3 separate regions of the Zea mays genome follow, and all the other regions are linked to region 3. A link is a contact called in public Hi-C data. All regions are on one chromosome and are shown on one strand. Each heading gives the region's core, a stretch centred on a gene start, on an enhancer-like site or on the middle of the called end of the contact. The rest is flanking DNA. Distances are from core to core; before and after follow the strand shown. Region 1 holds the start of LOC100283793 (fiber protein Fb15). Region 2 holds the start of sbp12 (SBP-transcription factor 12). Region 3 holds the start of LOC100192650.

What was found. Hi-C and Micro-C count contacts between places; a contact is called where the count stands out from the background.
Region 1: a Hi-C map of tassel shows a contact between it and region 3, with 2.6 times the contacts expected there. The contact joins the promoter of LOC100283793 here to the promoter of LOC100192650 in region 3. A contact is called at or near these places in 4 of 25 Hi-C or Micro-C datasets (ear, leaf and tassel).
Region 2: a Hi-C map of leaf shows a contact between it and region 3, with 6 times the contacts expected there. The contact joins the promoter of sbp12 here to the promoter of LOC100192650 in region 3. A contact is called at or near these places in 4 of 25 Hi-C or Micro-C datasets (bundle sheath, ear and leaf).

Annotation. Positions count from the first base shown.
Region 1 is chr5:89,435,205-89,437,904 of Zm-B73-REFERENCE-NAM-5.0, forward strand. LOC100283793 (fiber protein Fb15) reads left to right here and starts at 1,310. Exons shown (of 2, transcript NM_001156692.1): 1 at 1,310-1,776. The coding sequence starts at 1,466. The coding sequence ends at 1,741. LOC100383870 (Putative clathrin assembly protein) reads right to left here and starts at 1,038. Exons shown (of 15, transcript NM_001176499.1): 1 at 863-1,038; 2 at 699-768; 3 at 481-578; 4 at 237-375; 5 at 11-138. The coding sequence starts at 943.
Region 2 is chr5:88,807,247-88,809,946 of Zm-B73-REFERENCE-NAM-5.0, forward strand. sbp12 (SBP-transcription factor 12) reads left to right here and starts at 1,312. Exons shown (of 4, transcript NM_001136780.1): 1 at 1,312-1,725; 2 at 2,323-2,459. The coding sequence starts at 1,412.
Region 3 is chr5:89,134,128-89,136,827 of Zm-B73-REFERENCE-NAM-5.0, forward strand. It overlaps LOC100192650, which reads left to right and starts at 1,362. Exons shown (of 6, transcript NM_001137862.1): 1 at 1,362-1,637; 2 at 2,194-2,302; 3 at 2,626-2,700. The coding sequence starts at 1,452.

The sequences.
Region 1 (2,700 bases), core at 60-2,559, 300 kb after region 3:
AAAAGAGGACCTTGCTGGAAGTCTGGGGATATCTGACGAGACGCTCGGTTTCGATGTCGTATCTGAGAACCCTGAGGCACTCGAGCCGTTCCTCCAGGAAGCATCCATAGGCGCGAATCCATGCGGAGCAATCCCAAGCTGACAAGTCAAGGATGGATGGATTGGTTCATCATTCGGCAGGGCAACGGAAATTACAGAGACTCCCAGCCAGCAGGATGGTAGTACAAGAAACTCGCCTGACTGGCTCGAGTCGTCCTTGAAATTGGCTATGTGCAAGATGTTCCCTCTGGATGAGTAGGCCAGGAACTCTTCCTTGAACATGGGATCGCCCTCCCTCAGAAGCCTATGCACCACTATCAATGTCTTGAGCGCAACCTGTGACGCGAACGTTGGATATGCGTTAGTTAAAACCATGGGTTCGACACATGGCGCGGTCGAAGGAATCATCAGTAAAAAGTGGCAACGAGGAAGAACACGCACTATCCAGTTCTTTGTCTTGGACAATCTCCTTGACAATGCGTATATGCAGTACGAGAGGTCTGCGCGAGGGCGGTTTGCTGAGGTCGCCAAGAGTATTTCTGCGCCGCAAGACGAGAATCAGAATGCCACACAAATTGGGGGTGGGGTGGGGGGTGGGACAGGAAGGAAGATCCATCCAATGTAGAAGACGGAGGGGGGACAGGATGACTAGTACTCACTTCTGACGTGCCGTTCCTTGGGAGGGCATTCAACATGGTTGGTTGCCTTCACAATTGCAATATCCAATTCCTTTTTTTTCCCAGACAAACAGAGAGGGCATCAGACAGACAGTTGGTGAGAACTCGGAATCCACGGTAACCGGATCGCGATCGCCATGGCTCACCTTGAATTCGCTGTTGACCTTGGCGAGGCCGACCTTGGTGGAGTCCTTGAGGGCGCCGTAGGCCTTGCGCCACGACCCCATCAGGCCGTGATCACCCAACCCACGATGCGCCCTCTTCGTCCTCTCTCACCTCGCCTCCTCCCTCCCTCCTTCCAATCTCTAATGCCACCTCGCCGCCACCCCCTGCTGCTTCCCCCCATACCTGCACGCCTTCCCACCGCACACCTCTCTCGCTAATTTTAGCCTGCGGTTGGTGGCGGTGGTCCAGCAGAGGGAGAAAGAGAGGGAACGAGGGATGCCTTGCCGCCATTTGTATCTGCCCGAACCGGTATGCGTGGGATGTGGGAGGGAGGAGGACGAAGACAGACGCGCTCCGCCGTCTCTGCCTTGTGGGCCTTACGTGGGCCTCATGGCTTAAAATGCCATGCCCCAGCAACTACACGAGTCAACACAGGCCCGGCCCGGCCCGGCCCGGCCCAAGAACCCCCATCTCTCGATTCCTCCAACAAATTCCCCTTTCCCTTACTCCCCATCCCCACCCACCCACGCCGACGAGCAAACCCTAGCGAGCGAGAGAGCCCGGAGCCGAGAGACCAGCCAGCCATGGCGCTGCGTGCCCTGTACAACGAGATCCGGAGCATGAAGGTCCGCGACGTGCCGGCTTACCTGAAGCCGCGCTTGACCTGGGACAACGTCAAGAAGAGCGCCGACCAGGCCGTCGACCGCTACATCGAGAAGTACATCGACACGAGCTCGCCGGACCCTCTCTACCACGTCTGCATCGGAGGGATGATCTTCTCCTACTTCGTCAATCTGCCCTGGGAGCGCGCCCACCTCGCCCACCTCGAGGAGATGGAGAGGACCGGTGGGAAGCACTAGATCCGCTGCCCCGTCCCTCGCCGGCAGCGCGGGAGGTGAGTCCGCGGCTCCCTGTCTCTCCTTTCCCAATAGTATCCGATCTGGCCGTGGCTGGCGCACCGCGGATCGCTCCGATCCGATCCGACCAGCTTGCTCTCGACTAATTGCATCTGGATGGACGAGTTCAAGCCTTGCACATTCGGCACGCGATAGGCCTTAGTGCAGAGCATTGCTGGCTATAGATCGGTGTGTTTGTTGTGATTAATATTTGCCTACGGCCGCTAGTTTTACCGATGATTATTTGCTTGTGTTTGTGCAATGTAGTGCGCCTTTCCCTAGAAATTTTGAGCTATCCTTCGCACCCATTCTGCTCGCAAGGGGTGCAGGGATTCAGTTGACGATGAATGCAGGCAAATTTAAATCGGGTGTTCATGGATTGCAGTCTTTAAAAAATATTCATGTATTGCATCTAACTATTGGCTTGTGATCACATTTTTTTATTGATCGTACTGCTGTAGTTTTGTTTATCTATATTGTGTGTACCTGCTCAGGAAACTCAGATGTGTGACTGTCATATCACAGCGCAACAATGGATTCCTGCTTAACAGATCTGTCTCCTTAATTCACTTCGAATTTGTGCTACTCGTCTTGTTGAGTGTAAAAGTCTGAGTCAACATCTGGAGATATGTGAAATGGTTAGTTAGCAAATAGGTTTACTGCTTTGTTGAAGAAGCCTTATGAAAACTTACTATTTCCAGCAATTTGATTCCAGTTTTTTTGTTTGACTTCCAACAAATGTACCATTGACCTGTAGGGCTCTGTCTGTGGAAGTGAGAAAATATATCTGTTTCTAAGGCCCTGTTTGGAACCTTTAGAGCTAGCTGCTAAAATTAGTTGTAGATGTTCCAAACACCCTCAGCTAATACCCAGCTAATTGTTAGCTAACCCATAGCTAATAATTAGTTCATTAGCTGGTTCAA
Region 2 (2,700 bases), core at 62-2,561, 330 kb before region 3:
AATTTGATTCTAGCTATGAGCTGCGAAAGCTGTTGTGAGCTGACGATTATGAAAAAACTAAAATTTATTTGGTTTAAACAACTATAAACTATAGATTCTATAATAGCATGATAATTTGTAACATTGACGACAAGAATATAAAAAATCTAGGATAGAAGGTAATTCTAAATTAAACTAGAGAAATATGTAGATTTCAAAAATATATTCTACTGTTATATCTGTTTAATGTTATATCCGTTTAATTGAGATTCTATATTTTCTTACAATAAATTTGGTTCAGATTGCTGAACCAAACACGATTGCATATACACACATCTTTTTGTACCAACACTATATTTGAATAAGACATACCATACCATTCCTAATACAAATATAGAAGAGACAAAAAAGTATAAAACTATGCAAAATTTTTACTCTATGTTCTAGAGTGAGATTACGTCATTCTCAATAGGGGTATTTAAGTATTTGCCATCTTTACGAAATGTTCTTAATCATATGCCACTGACACATGTGTCACTGACATGGCAAAAAATTTGTCACCCACCTTAAAATAGTTAATTTTTCCTTCTCAATGGGAGTTTCATGGCACAATTAACTAGAGTGACACATCATCTAAGGAAGTTTGAAACTATGATGAAATAGTCTCACACAGTGCATAGTTTCATCTTTATTGTTTCCTAGGTCACATGCAAAACACAAACATCTTGAAAAAACAATGTACACATGATTTCATCCCCACGAAATTGATTTCATATCTTTCATAATAAATACACTGTCATACCATAGCCTATTTAATGCCCATGACACTTGAGAATGACCTTATAGAAAGTATTAGATAAACTCACGGATATGGTCCTAATATTTTTAGTCCTTTGAGAAACAATTATTGGTTTTTTCGGATTTTAAGGTGATGCTCTTAGTTTTGCTAGTGTTATCATTTTTATTCTTAGTCGTGGGTTTTTCTCAGTTTTGCCCTTCCAGCGCTATAGAGCAGAAGAGTAAAACTGAGAAAAAAATTACAACAAAGGGTAGAAATGAGAAAGATGCCAAAACTAAGGGCCTAAATTTAATAGTCCTTTTTTAACTATGAAGATGCTAATGCTGAAGTTGAACACTACGGTCATATACGTAAGCGGTACACATCTTTTTTTTAAGGGATGCAAACGCAAACTGAGAATTGTCCGTATAAAAATACCTCAAAAAAAAGAAACAAAAGGCACATGCAAAAAAAAAGAACAGAAAAAAAAAGAAAAAGGAGGTCAAAATATAAAAAAGACCTGCCTTTTTTTTCTATTCCAAATTCCCTTTCCCCATCTCGTCTTCTCCACAGTCCACACTGTTCACCACCTCTCCCATCCTCTCTTCGATCCCCAAATCCCGAATTGACCAGCCCAAATCGTCGCCGCGGCGCATGGAGTGGACGGCCCCGAAGCCCGCCTCATCGCCTCCCCTCCTCTGGGACTGGGGAGACCACGCCGCCACGGGCTCGGGCTCCTCCAGCGACGCCCCGGCGCGGCGCGGCGGGAAGGAGCGGGAGGCGAAGCGTGCCAGGGCCGGCGAGGACCGCGGGGGAGGTGAGCTGAGGTGCCAGGTCGAGGGGTGCGGATTGGACCTCAGCAGGGTCAAGGACTACCACCGTAAGCACCGCGTCTGCGAGGCCCACACCAAGTCCCCCCGCGTCATCGTCGCCGGCCAGGAGCGCCGGTTCTGCCAGCAGTGCAGCCGGTGGGTCGTCTTCTCGCTTGCTCTCGCTTGCCTCCTCCACGCCTCTTCTCTCGCTTGCTCTGTGCGATTGCTTCCGTCTTCCTTCCTTTGATTGCTTTCTGCAACGATGGTTCGCGCTTTTGCGCTGCAATTATCGCGTGATTTGTTGATTGGTTTGGACAAGCAGTTGTTTTTTACGTGTTCTCTATTAGTTTTGTGGCTACATGCTGTGTGTGTGTACGGCGCGTGAGCTGCGTGCGCGGTTGTGCCGTTTTTTTGGGTACGGAACTACATTTTTTTCCTGATCTAGCAATGAAAGATGCTTCCTTTCCACTATTGGTACTGTTGTACTTGTTGTGGAGAATCGTACGCATGGGTGAAATGAGAAATGGCTACTATGCCTGTTTCCCTTTTCCAGTTTTGGTATGGCTCTCGATATATGGGTATGCTTTTGGGATGAGCGTTTTTTTGTGGGCTACTGACCCGTGTCTATTTTATTCCATTAAAACTATGTGAATATTGCAGGCATATATCTCCTGTATTGCACTTTTACATGGCATTTAACCATAAATAGTGTCTATTTTGTTTTTGCTGATTGCTTGGGTTCTGGCAATCCAGATTCCATGCGCTGTCAGAGTTTGATCAGAAGAAGAGGAGCTGCAGGAGGCGTCTGTCTGATCACAATGCCCGCCGCCGGAAGCCTCAGCCAGATGCATTCACCTTCGCCTCTGCAAAGCTGCCTTCGACATTGTTTGGTAATGTTTTCATATCTTGACTACTGTTCGAAATTTGCTATCAGTGGAAGTGGACACTAGAAAAAATGGTGGTGATGGGCTCTTAGCCAGGTTCTAGATTCATCTGCATGTACGTCATGCAAACAGATGTCTTGTTACGCAAATGGCAAGCTTTCTATCTTTTATACTTAGCAATAAGTTGTCTGTTGTGTTTCTTCGTGTAATTAAATAGAAACTAGGCATTGGACTTGAGAGTATCGTG
Region 3 (2,700 bases), core at 112-2,611:
GCCCACCTTGGCCAACCGCTCTAATCCCAGAACGTGTGTATCTAATGTAGTCCGTACGACCACCTGCCCCGCTAAAGGTGCCAAAGTCAACAAAGGACGACACGACCATGGTATAATATACTTTTACCACCCACAACGATGGTCAGAGCGCGAATACAGGGTACTATTCCCTCACTCCGACCACTGTTTCAGCCACCCGAAGCATAACTACATGCAACATCTAATCTTGATCTCGGCCTCGAAAGAAATCTTCACCTTGCCCGAGCTTGACATCGGCCAAACTGTCCCAACAGGGAAGCATGCGCATTAAATGCTACTTGTTCTCCCACGAACCCCGTCGAAGACAAGAAGGCTATAGAAACAATAAGATCGGTGTCCAATCTACTTTCCGATCCCAAGACAAGGCCTAGGACCTCTCCTCCCCGACGGGGTCCCTCCCGGGAGCGAGATCCAGACGCTGCCGACGAACTTCGCCGCCCATGCGCACGTGCGGATCATCCGGCTCGTCAGGCAGGAACCCGAGCCCTGCGTCAGGTCGCGGACCGTCCGCGCATCCGCAGAGAGCATCGCCGCCGATTCTCACCGCAGTGATTGGCGCCCGGATCGACGCCAACAACTTCATTTAGATCTCCACTCACATTTGGGCCCACTCAATATTTAGGCTTAGTCTATTTGTTTATTAAGCTGGTTGAGTAGATCCACCATAAAGCTATTCCAAAGAGCATTTCAAACAATTTTCTCACCACTAGTGGTTCCTAGATCCAAGATAGAGCAAGCTAGACCTGAAACTGCAGAACTATTTTTTGAAGCTGAAGCTATTCCAAAAAAAAAACTTTAAACTTGGGGATCCAAACACCCCATAAAAAGCTTTGGCGCAAATAATACTCTATGGAGCTGCTCAATGCGCTCCCAAGCACTTTCTCTTATCGAGATTCGACTTGGAGGCACCCATCTCTCGCAGTCTCGCTCGCTTTGTACCTCCCGCCCCTCACACGGCGACGGCAGCGGCCCGCGTTCGCGCCTTCTCTCTCCTACGCAAACCAGCACGGACCGCACCGCAGTGCTGCCGTACGGTGGGGGTGAAATGACGGCCGACGGCGCCGCGGAGTGGCAAACTCGTAGATATCTCGCGAAAGCGGCCCGGAAGACACAGCGATCTGCTTTCCACGCCGGACTCCGTTGCAGCCGGCCACCTTTTCCTCCCTCCTTCCCCTCTCCTAGTCTCCTTTCGCCTCCGAATTCCGATCACCAAAAAAAGGCCTTTCTTTTCTTTTCGTCGCCCTCTCGGTGCTCTGCTTCGCTGCGTCGCCCGCCCGTCTCTAAAAGCCTTGTGTGGATCGTGGACGCCGACGCGGCCGCAGCAGCAGCCACGGGACGGGAGTAGAGGCGCAGAGAGAGAGAAAGAGAGAAAGAGAGAGAGGTTGTGCTCGCTGCCTGCCGCTGAGAGACGGATGAAGAAGTGCCCATCGGAGCTGGAGCTGGAGGCTTTCCTCCGCGGCCGGGAGGACGCCACGGCGGCGGCGGCGGCGGCGGTGGCCGAGCAGAAGCCTACGCACGACATCGCTGCGCTGGCGCCGTTCGGCGCCGGTGGCGTGTTCCCCTCCAGCGATCTGTCCGCCTTCAGCTTCGCTGACTCGGTGAGTAGAGAGAGAGAGAGCAGAGCAGAGCATCTTACTAGACGCTGCGTTGCGTTGCGTGCATAATCGGAGCATGCAAATTCTCTGATTTCTAGTCATTATAAATTGGCGCTTCAGATCTCTTCTTGCATCAGTGTTAGAAATCCCACTCTTCGTGACATGTGGATCAGTGGACGAGATCTTGTTAATCTAGGATGAAAATTTTTCCCCCCACTGATTCACCCGACCATGCTTTCACGTTGTCAATAACAAATTTTATGATCACAACTGTATCTCTTGAACCCTAAGCATGTCGAAGCAAACCAGTGGGAGTCTTCTCCTAAACCCATAATTTCCTTCAAAAGCATCCATAATTCTCAACCCAAGGCTCTAAGAACCGATACAAGTACTACTTGGTTCTGAATCACGCGTTGAGGATCAAATTAAGCATGACCTGACCATAGAAAAGATCGAGCGCTACTGTATTTTACACTGCCGTAGACCTTGATACGGACGAAGATAACCCCAACGATCAAGTTTGCTTTTTCTTTTGTTTTGTTGTTTTTTGTCCGAGCAGAACACCCTCAATGGAACTGGAAACATCCATAATCACCTTTGGTCCCATAACCACAACGTCAGGCATCCCGCAGTCTCCACGACGATCGAGTCGCAGTCGTCGATCTGTGGTACGTATCGCTGCACGCTGCTTCCGTCTTCGGCTCCGCTCTTCCACTTTTTTGTTTTTTTTTTTTTGGTTCAGAGCAACAATTAGTTCGAAGATCATTCAGAACAGTGCGCAGTGCCTTCTGTGCTACGGATTTGAAAATCATTCAGAACTTGTGGTTTTTGAATAAAACCAGCTGCAGCCGCTAGGCAACTCGCGGTTTCGACAGAAATCAGATGTTGCAGCAGACAAGTTGGGCTTAAATAATTGTAGGGAGTAATCCTAGGTTAGTTTCCCTGTTCTTTCTAGTAGCTCACAGTACCAAGTTCAATCATTGGCATGCAGCAGCTGCAGCAGCAAGTCCAACATCGGCTACCAACCTGTACCTGAAAGAGAGCCAGGCTCTGGGCGGCACGAGTG